2 separate regions of the Oryctolagus cuniculus genome follow, and region 1 is linked to region 2. The links are chromatin contacts, called in public Hi-C maps. All regions are on one chromosome and are shown on one strand. Each heading gives the region's core, a stretch centred on a gene start, on an enhancer-like site or on the middle of the called end of the contact. The rest is flanking DNA. Distances are from core to core; before and after follow the strand shown. Region 1 overlaps GLDN (gliomedin). Region 2 has its middle 29 kb from the start of CYP19A1.

The links. A called contact is a pair of places that touch in the nucleus more often than the background predicts.
Region 1: a Hi-C map of embryonic fibroblasts shows a contact between it and region 2, with 4 times the contacts expected there. The contact joins two enhancer-like sites. A contact is called at or near these places in 2 of 6 Hi-C or Micro-C datasets (ear pinna and embryonic fibroblasts).

What each region holds. Positions count from the first base shown.
Region 1 is chr12:74,105,771-74,109,096 of mOryCun1.1, reverse strand. It overlaps GLDN (gliomedin), which reads right to left. Exons shown (of 10, transcript XM_002717725.5): 3 at 1,168-1,185; 4 at 778-885. Among named protein-coding and RNA genes, the nearest start is that of GLDN, 33 kb to the right of the region's middle. Within about 2 kb of position 1,601, at least 1 of the 8 cell types and tissues checked has an H3K27ac peak or open chromatin away from gene starts, as enhancers often do.
Region 2 is chr12:73,997,767-74,001,103 of mOryCun1.1, reverse strand. It overlaps a transcript of CYP19A1 not described here. Among named protein-coding and RNA genes, the nearest start is that of CYP19A1, 29 kb to the right of the region's middle. Within about 2 kb of position 1,858, at least 1 of the 8 cell types and tissues checked has an H3K27ac peak or open chromatin away from gene starts, as enhancers often do.

The DNA.
Region 1 (3,326 bases), core at 352-2,851, 110 kb before region 2:
CCACCTGGGCTGTGGCCTGGGCACGGCCTTTCTCCTGCTTGGACTGTCTTTGTTTATCCCAGCAAAGTTGTGCGGGTGGAGGAGAGATTTCCATTCGTCCCTGCTCTGGGAACACAAACAGGAAAGCTGTGCCTGGTGGCATAGGGACTTGCAACTAAAAGTCATCTCTTCCTGCCCTTAGCAGTGGCCCTGACTGGCTAAGAGCAGGGCTTTCCTAGAAGGGCCCCCGAGGGGTCTCTCACCACGCAGGTGCCACGTTCTTTGGGTGAGGTTGCTTGGGGCTTCTCTGTGTAACCCTGCCCCTCTCATGGCCTTTCTGTTTCGACACTGGGAGCTGTTCCTGCAGCCAGCGACACCTTCCCAGGGCTGACATTAGCCGCTGAACTTCAACCAGGCTAGGACTCGCTGGGGAGGAGCAGGCGAGAGTGGGCAAGGCAGGTGCTGAACCTTGAGAGAACGTGGGGCTTCGGCAGTGACGGCTGCCCAGGGCCCATCAGGGCTTCCCAGGGCTGCCTGCTCCTGCTCTCCCACCTCTCCACCTGCATCAGAGCGAGCAGAGCTGGAAATCTGTTCCCAGCGAGACAGATTTTCCGGCGTCACGTACACATTCGTCAGGGATGGGCTGAAAAGTACGCCCTTGGTGAGCCAGGACGGCCTGGCTCCCAGGCAAGCCTGGAGAAGCAGCAGCTCACTCCGCTGTGCCCCGCTGTAGCCCATCCCACATGAAGCCACTGAGACAAGCCACAAAGAAGCTAATTAGAAGAGCTGCCAAAATACCCATTTTCCCTCTTTTCCCGTTGGCTCCTTTTTCTCCTTTTGGGCCCTGGGGGCCAGGCTGTCCATCAGATCCGTTGTGCCCTGGTAAGCCACCGATTCCCGGAGGTCCTGCAGCAAGACACGGGACAGGAACATTTTAGAAACATCCGCACCTGTGCCTTTTCTGCACCCTCTTCTGCATCTTCCCTCCTTCTCTGGAAGCAGAGATGGGGATGGGATGGTGATGACAGGCTCTCAAGTGAGAGGAGCCGAGAGAGAGAAAAGGACGTAGCCAGGGCTGCCAACACACCCCTCCTCTCTTCCTCCCCTTCCCCTGTCCCTGCAGTGGAATCCTAGGGACCCAGCCACCTAAAGCCTCCCCTTGAAGTAGGAAAGTCCAGGGGCTCTTACCTGGGGGGCCGGGAGGTCCTACAACAGAAAAAGAAATGCAGATGATAAACCACAGCGGAATAGAGAAGCCAGCACCGCAGCCACCGAAGAGCACCCTCCCCCTTCCGAATGCCCCAGTCACCCGCTGACCCTGAGAAACCGATCCCGGGCCTTTTATCTAGAACTCATTATATCAGCCCCAAAGACCCTGAACAACAAACTGGCATAGACTCATATGCCAAGCAAACCACTTTGGCGTTAGCTTCAATGCACCGAGAATAGCTACTGAGCTGGCTTCACCATAGATGCATCTATTAATCATCTCTCGAGCCATCAATCTAATCAGTGCCAATGAATGCAAGACAAGGCCCTGGTGCAGCCCGGGCACAGGGGTGTCAGCCCAGGACAGTGCTGTCCAGCCCGCTGAGGGGAACTGTTGATGCTGGCTCGGGGAATCTCTGCTGTTGCTTGAAGCAGCCAAGGAAAGCTGCGAGCTCAGGTCGGGTAACAGATACCTCCCCTTAGTGGGTCAGTCCCCGGGAAGCTAAGAGGATAGATGAATCATTTACAGACAGCCTAGCAAAAGGACTGTGCTTCTGCAGAGGCGTGTCCTACTGTGGACCATTCTGCTTGAGCACTCAGACAAGTTAACGAGATTGTAACCTGAGCAACTGAGTTTCTTCCATTTCTCCAGCCCACAGCCTGGCTCCCTGAGCCCCTGGCGGAAGCAGAACTATCTAGAAGATTCACCCAAACTCCATTGCACTTAGTGGAATGAGAGATAAGCGTTCGCTGGGTGAGGCCACTGAGGTTTTGTGGTTTGGTCGGCACCAAAGTTTGGCCTAACTCATCTTGACAGATACTCCCTCTAACAATAATGTTTAATACCTTTTCCCTGCCCCTCCCCCACACCCTGGCTTTTCTTCTCAAGTAAGCTCTAGTGGGCTTCTACTACTAGCAGCCAGAAGAGTCTTAATTCAGATAGGAAATACAGGCTCCGCAGCTGTGGGGTGGAAGTGATAGAGACAAGCATGAGGGCACTGGCCAGTGGCCAACGTAGCAGGCCCCTGAGCACCGGGCTCTTCCCACAGTGGCCATGCAGAATCAAGGGGAAGCGACTCACCCCCGAGGACCTCCAGTCTCCCCCCTCTCTCCCCCGGAGCCTCCCTTGTGACCCACGGATGCTGTTGAATGGGCACTCTCGAAACCAAGGCACCTGCTTAGCCCAGCAGCGACCAGGGAGGCAGAGGCTACGCATTTCCCAAATTCTTCTGATGGAAGAAACGAGGAAGCCAAACCAAGCCAAATGCGACACTTGGGAAAGCCAGGCCTGGCTCTGCTGTCTTAGACTGAGCTAGCGAACGATGCAGCTCCATAAACTCGAGGCTGCCAGTCTGGAGGTCTGGTCCTGACTCTTCTTCTCCCCCTCCTCCTCCTCCTCCCCCCTAGCCAGGACTTGGCCTTCACGCCAACACCAGCTTCAGGGCTAGACAGGGGCTCAGGCCCAAAGGCGCGTGGTGCCCCCTCCTTTCCTACGAGAGTTAGGCGTGCTCTGTAAGATGACCTGAGCAGCTCTCACGCTTGGAGGCTGATTCTCCCAACACTAAAGCAATCAGCTAGCTTTGGTGGGTGCCTTTAGCTGAGCAGAAACACAATCAGCCCCCAGAGCGGTTTCTACGTGTGGCCGCCGTGTTTATTTCCCAGTGTCGCACTGGCTGCAGCTTTGTGGCCTCAGCCCTACCCCCTGTGCACTGGTACACCTGGCACAGGGCCAACCACCAGCTGTTGGGCTAGTGGCAGGCACCTGACTTGGAAAGGCATCTTTGCTCACACATCCCCAGTACACTGCAGCTTCAGCTCAGTCCCATTCACTGGGGGATTTCAACTTCAAACAATAACCATGGGAGCCTTAAGAAATGACAAAAGGGGTGGCAGACAGGTTTTCTTTCAGGTGCCCACTCCAAGCAATGAGTCATGGCTTTCTGGAAGACTAGAGAAGAATGCCACGAGGCCAGGCTCCGCAGTAACTGGGATCCACATGAAGTTGGCCTGTGCAGGGTGTTAGGAAACTGGTGCAGTTTTAGCCAGGTGGCCGGCCACAAGGCCCAGCTACCTGAGCCAGGCTCCACCCCCATCCTAATGGGATTCGCTGCTCCTGCTTCCCTGGCAGCCCTCAGGCA
Region 2 (3,337 bases), core at 609-3,108:
CAAGAGAAATGAAACATATGCACATGTCCACACAAAGACTTGTACTCTAACGCTCACAGTGGCTTTATATGACATAGTCAGACAACTGGGAACTGAAACGTTAAGAAGTTGGCAGGTGGGGTGGATGTTGGATACAGCAGTTAAGACGCGCCTGCGATGCCTGCGTCCTGTACTGGAGTTCCTGAGCTCCGGTTCCAGCTCCACTCCTGGTTCTGGCAGTCTGCTCATGTGCGCCCTGGGAGGCAGCAGATGATGACTTAAGTTACTTGGGTCTCATCTTGGGTTCCCACTTGGGGGACACAGGTTGAGTTCCTGGCCCCTGCCTTCAGCCTGGAGCTATTGTGGGCATTTGCGGAGTGAACCAACACATGAAAGATCTGTCTTTGCTTCTTTCTGTCTCACTGCCTTTCAAAAAAAAAAAAATGATAATCTATGGCACAATGGAATACTTCTCAGCTGTATTAAGGAACAACCTGTTGATATGTGAATGTCAACACTAATATCCTGGAATAGAAGAACCCAGACAAAAAAGGAGAGTACAGACTGTAAGATTATACTGGCATAGAATTCCAGAAAGTGCAAATGAACAGACAGTGACAGGAAGCAGGATCAGTGGTTGTCTCCGGATAGGAGTGGAGGAGGGATGGATTGCAACAGCATGATGGAGATTAAATGTTATATTGATCTTGGTGACGGTTTCATGCTATATGTTCATGTATGTTTCACCGTGTATGGTAAAACTCTTAACATCATGCACTTTAAATGTCTGAGGTCAATTATTCCTCAGTAAAGTAGTTTAGAAGGGTTGCAGGGAGATGGGTCTAATGTAGGGAATGCAACCCTGCAGTAAAGAAAGAAGATATGAAAGTGCCCATGAAGAAACCCCAGAGAGAACTGAGGCTGGCGTTCACTTTCATTTTTTAACTTATTTAGTATCTTCCTTCCCCTCAGTCTGGGGAAGGCTTGAGGGCAGGAGCACTAGCCTCCCTCGAGTGCTCCTGCCTGCTCGGCTGGGACCAACACCAGGAGGACCCTTTCCCAGGACAAGGAATCAGGGCTGGCTGGAGGCAATGAGCCAATGCAGTCACCTGTGTTCAACTCTCAGAAGGGGTTGCATTTGGAGTTTAATGTTCTGCAGTCACCATATTGAAATTCTTAATCATTTTATCTTTGAATCCCATTTCATAAGTGAAATACAATAGGACAGTAGATGCACCAGGAACTTGGACTCCTGGCTCAAACCAGGTTGTGTCTTCCACTTCTTCCCAGGATGGGTTCTGGCTGCCAGCTCCTCTGGCCAGGTGGGGATCAGGGTGGGGTGCTCCATCAGGGGACTGAGTCTCAGGGGGAGTTGCCTAGGAGGCTCTGCCTTTGTCCCATGACCATCTCTGAGTCCAAGAGGGAGAAACATTAAACAGCAAATAAAACCCACTGTGCCAGGTGCCAAGAAGAAAGACTTCAAAGGAAAGCAAAAGGCTTTGACTCCTGTTTTTTGAAGAGGGGCTCTGCATTTTCAATATGCATTAGGCTGCTCAAAATCGGAAGGTATCCCTGCACGCATTCTCTACCAGAATGCCTGGGAGATCCCAGCTACAAGCAGAGTAGTTGGTTTTTCTCCTCAATGCTTTGGACACCAACCCAGGGCAAAGACTTGACTCAATTCACTCTGTCCAGGAATAACAGAGACTGAAGACAAGTTCAGAATGTAGGGCAGCCTTGCTGTCTACGGCTGGAAATATATATTGGGGTAAAAGCAAGGAAATCCTGCCCTCATGAGCTTTTCTTCTGTATGCAGGCCTGCCTGTTTTTTGATTTCCCCTCTAGTGTGGAATAAGGGAGAAGGTACCAATTTGTTGCTTTGAAAAAAGTAACCATGACAACAGCCAAGTCCATAGAAAGAGCAGTAAAATGCACGAAGCTCACTTTCAATGCCTTCCCTTCCTGAAGGGAAGCTCCTAGTCAGACAATGATCCAGCAGGAACAAAAGCCCAAAAGGGAAGACCAGACCCAGGAAGCTGGCAGGTGCCCACAGCCCTGCACAGATTAGTGATACCTCCTTGCTTTGTCAGTTTTTGCTTCTAGCTTTCTCCACGCGGTATACAGGTCAGCTTTAGAAACCTATCCTAACAGGGTAAGAACAGATGTGAACTCTTTGTAGGAAACTCACTCTATACAACCTATTAAACTCACAGGCTTTAGAAGTCAAAGTAAACTTAGAAAGGTCCATCAAAGGTGCCAAGTCCTGATAGAAATCTGGGGCTCATCCTTAACTGCAAGAGTTGAAGAATGTCCGGCAGGAGCTTGCCCACCTCCATCCAGGTGAGGGGGGGAAATGCTGCTCTCTCTGCCATGTTGGGTGCTTCCAACCCAGTCCTCCTAGGCAGGATGAAGCAATCTAACTTGCAAGGGGCACTGACTGGGAAGGGTCTAGCGATCTGGGTTCTAAGCTCTGCCACTAATTAGTTATGAGAGGCTGCTGCATGGTTTTATAAGACCCCTGAGGACATGCCAGCATGGGTGTATATGTGGAAGTGCCTTTTAAGGACAGCAGTGTGCTGTACCCATAGTGGGACACGTGGGAGGTACATCACACACTTCTGCTCGCTCTTCTCCTAGCATGGAAGAGAAGGGTTGATTCTGGCAGCTTTTTGAGGGCAAGAGCTAAATCTTGCCTCCCCTGGATCTGGGCTACACATCTGAGAAGACTTTGGGAGAGACCACAGGCTGATTTCAAACCTTTTCATGGAGAATACCAATCATTACCCTCAATGTTGGGGAAAACTAGGTCTGCTGTGTCTCGGGCTAGCACCAGCTTGATCAGAACCAGTTGTATTCTCCAGCCCATGGCCTGGCACTGGGCTCAGTGGGCGTCAGGATTGGAAAGAAACAGAAAGAGATAAAAATAAAAAGTTCAGGTAGGTAATGGTCACAGTACAATAAACAGCTGGAGAGGGCCAGCATGGAGGCAGGTGCATGGGGAGCACCTGCCCTGTGGGAAGAGGTGGGCAGCTGCTGCTCAGGCCCAGCAGTGGCCAGATTTTCTGATGTTTTCTCAAGGGAGGCCTGAAATCTGGATGGTAAAAATACCCCCCGATTTTAAACAAATTTAAACCATGAGTCAAGACAAAGTAAGATTAGCAGGCTGAATGGGTTAATGCTACAACTCCAGTTAGGAATATGAAGTCAAAGAGTGATGCAGCCCTTTGCCCAGGTTGGCACAGAGAACCCTGAGCAGAAGCAAGACCCCAGAAGGTCCTTGCTCAGCAACCCACCTACCACCTCAGCCTTGGTTTCTCACTTCAGGCTCAAGAGACTGACAACTACCACTCATCCCTTT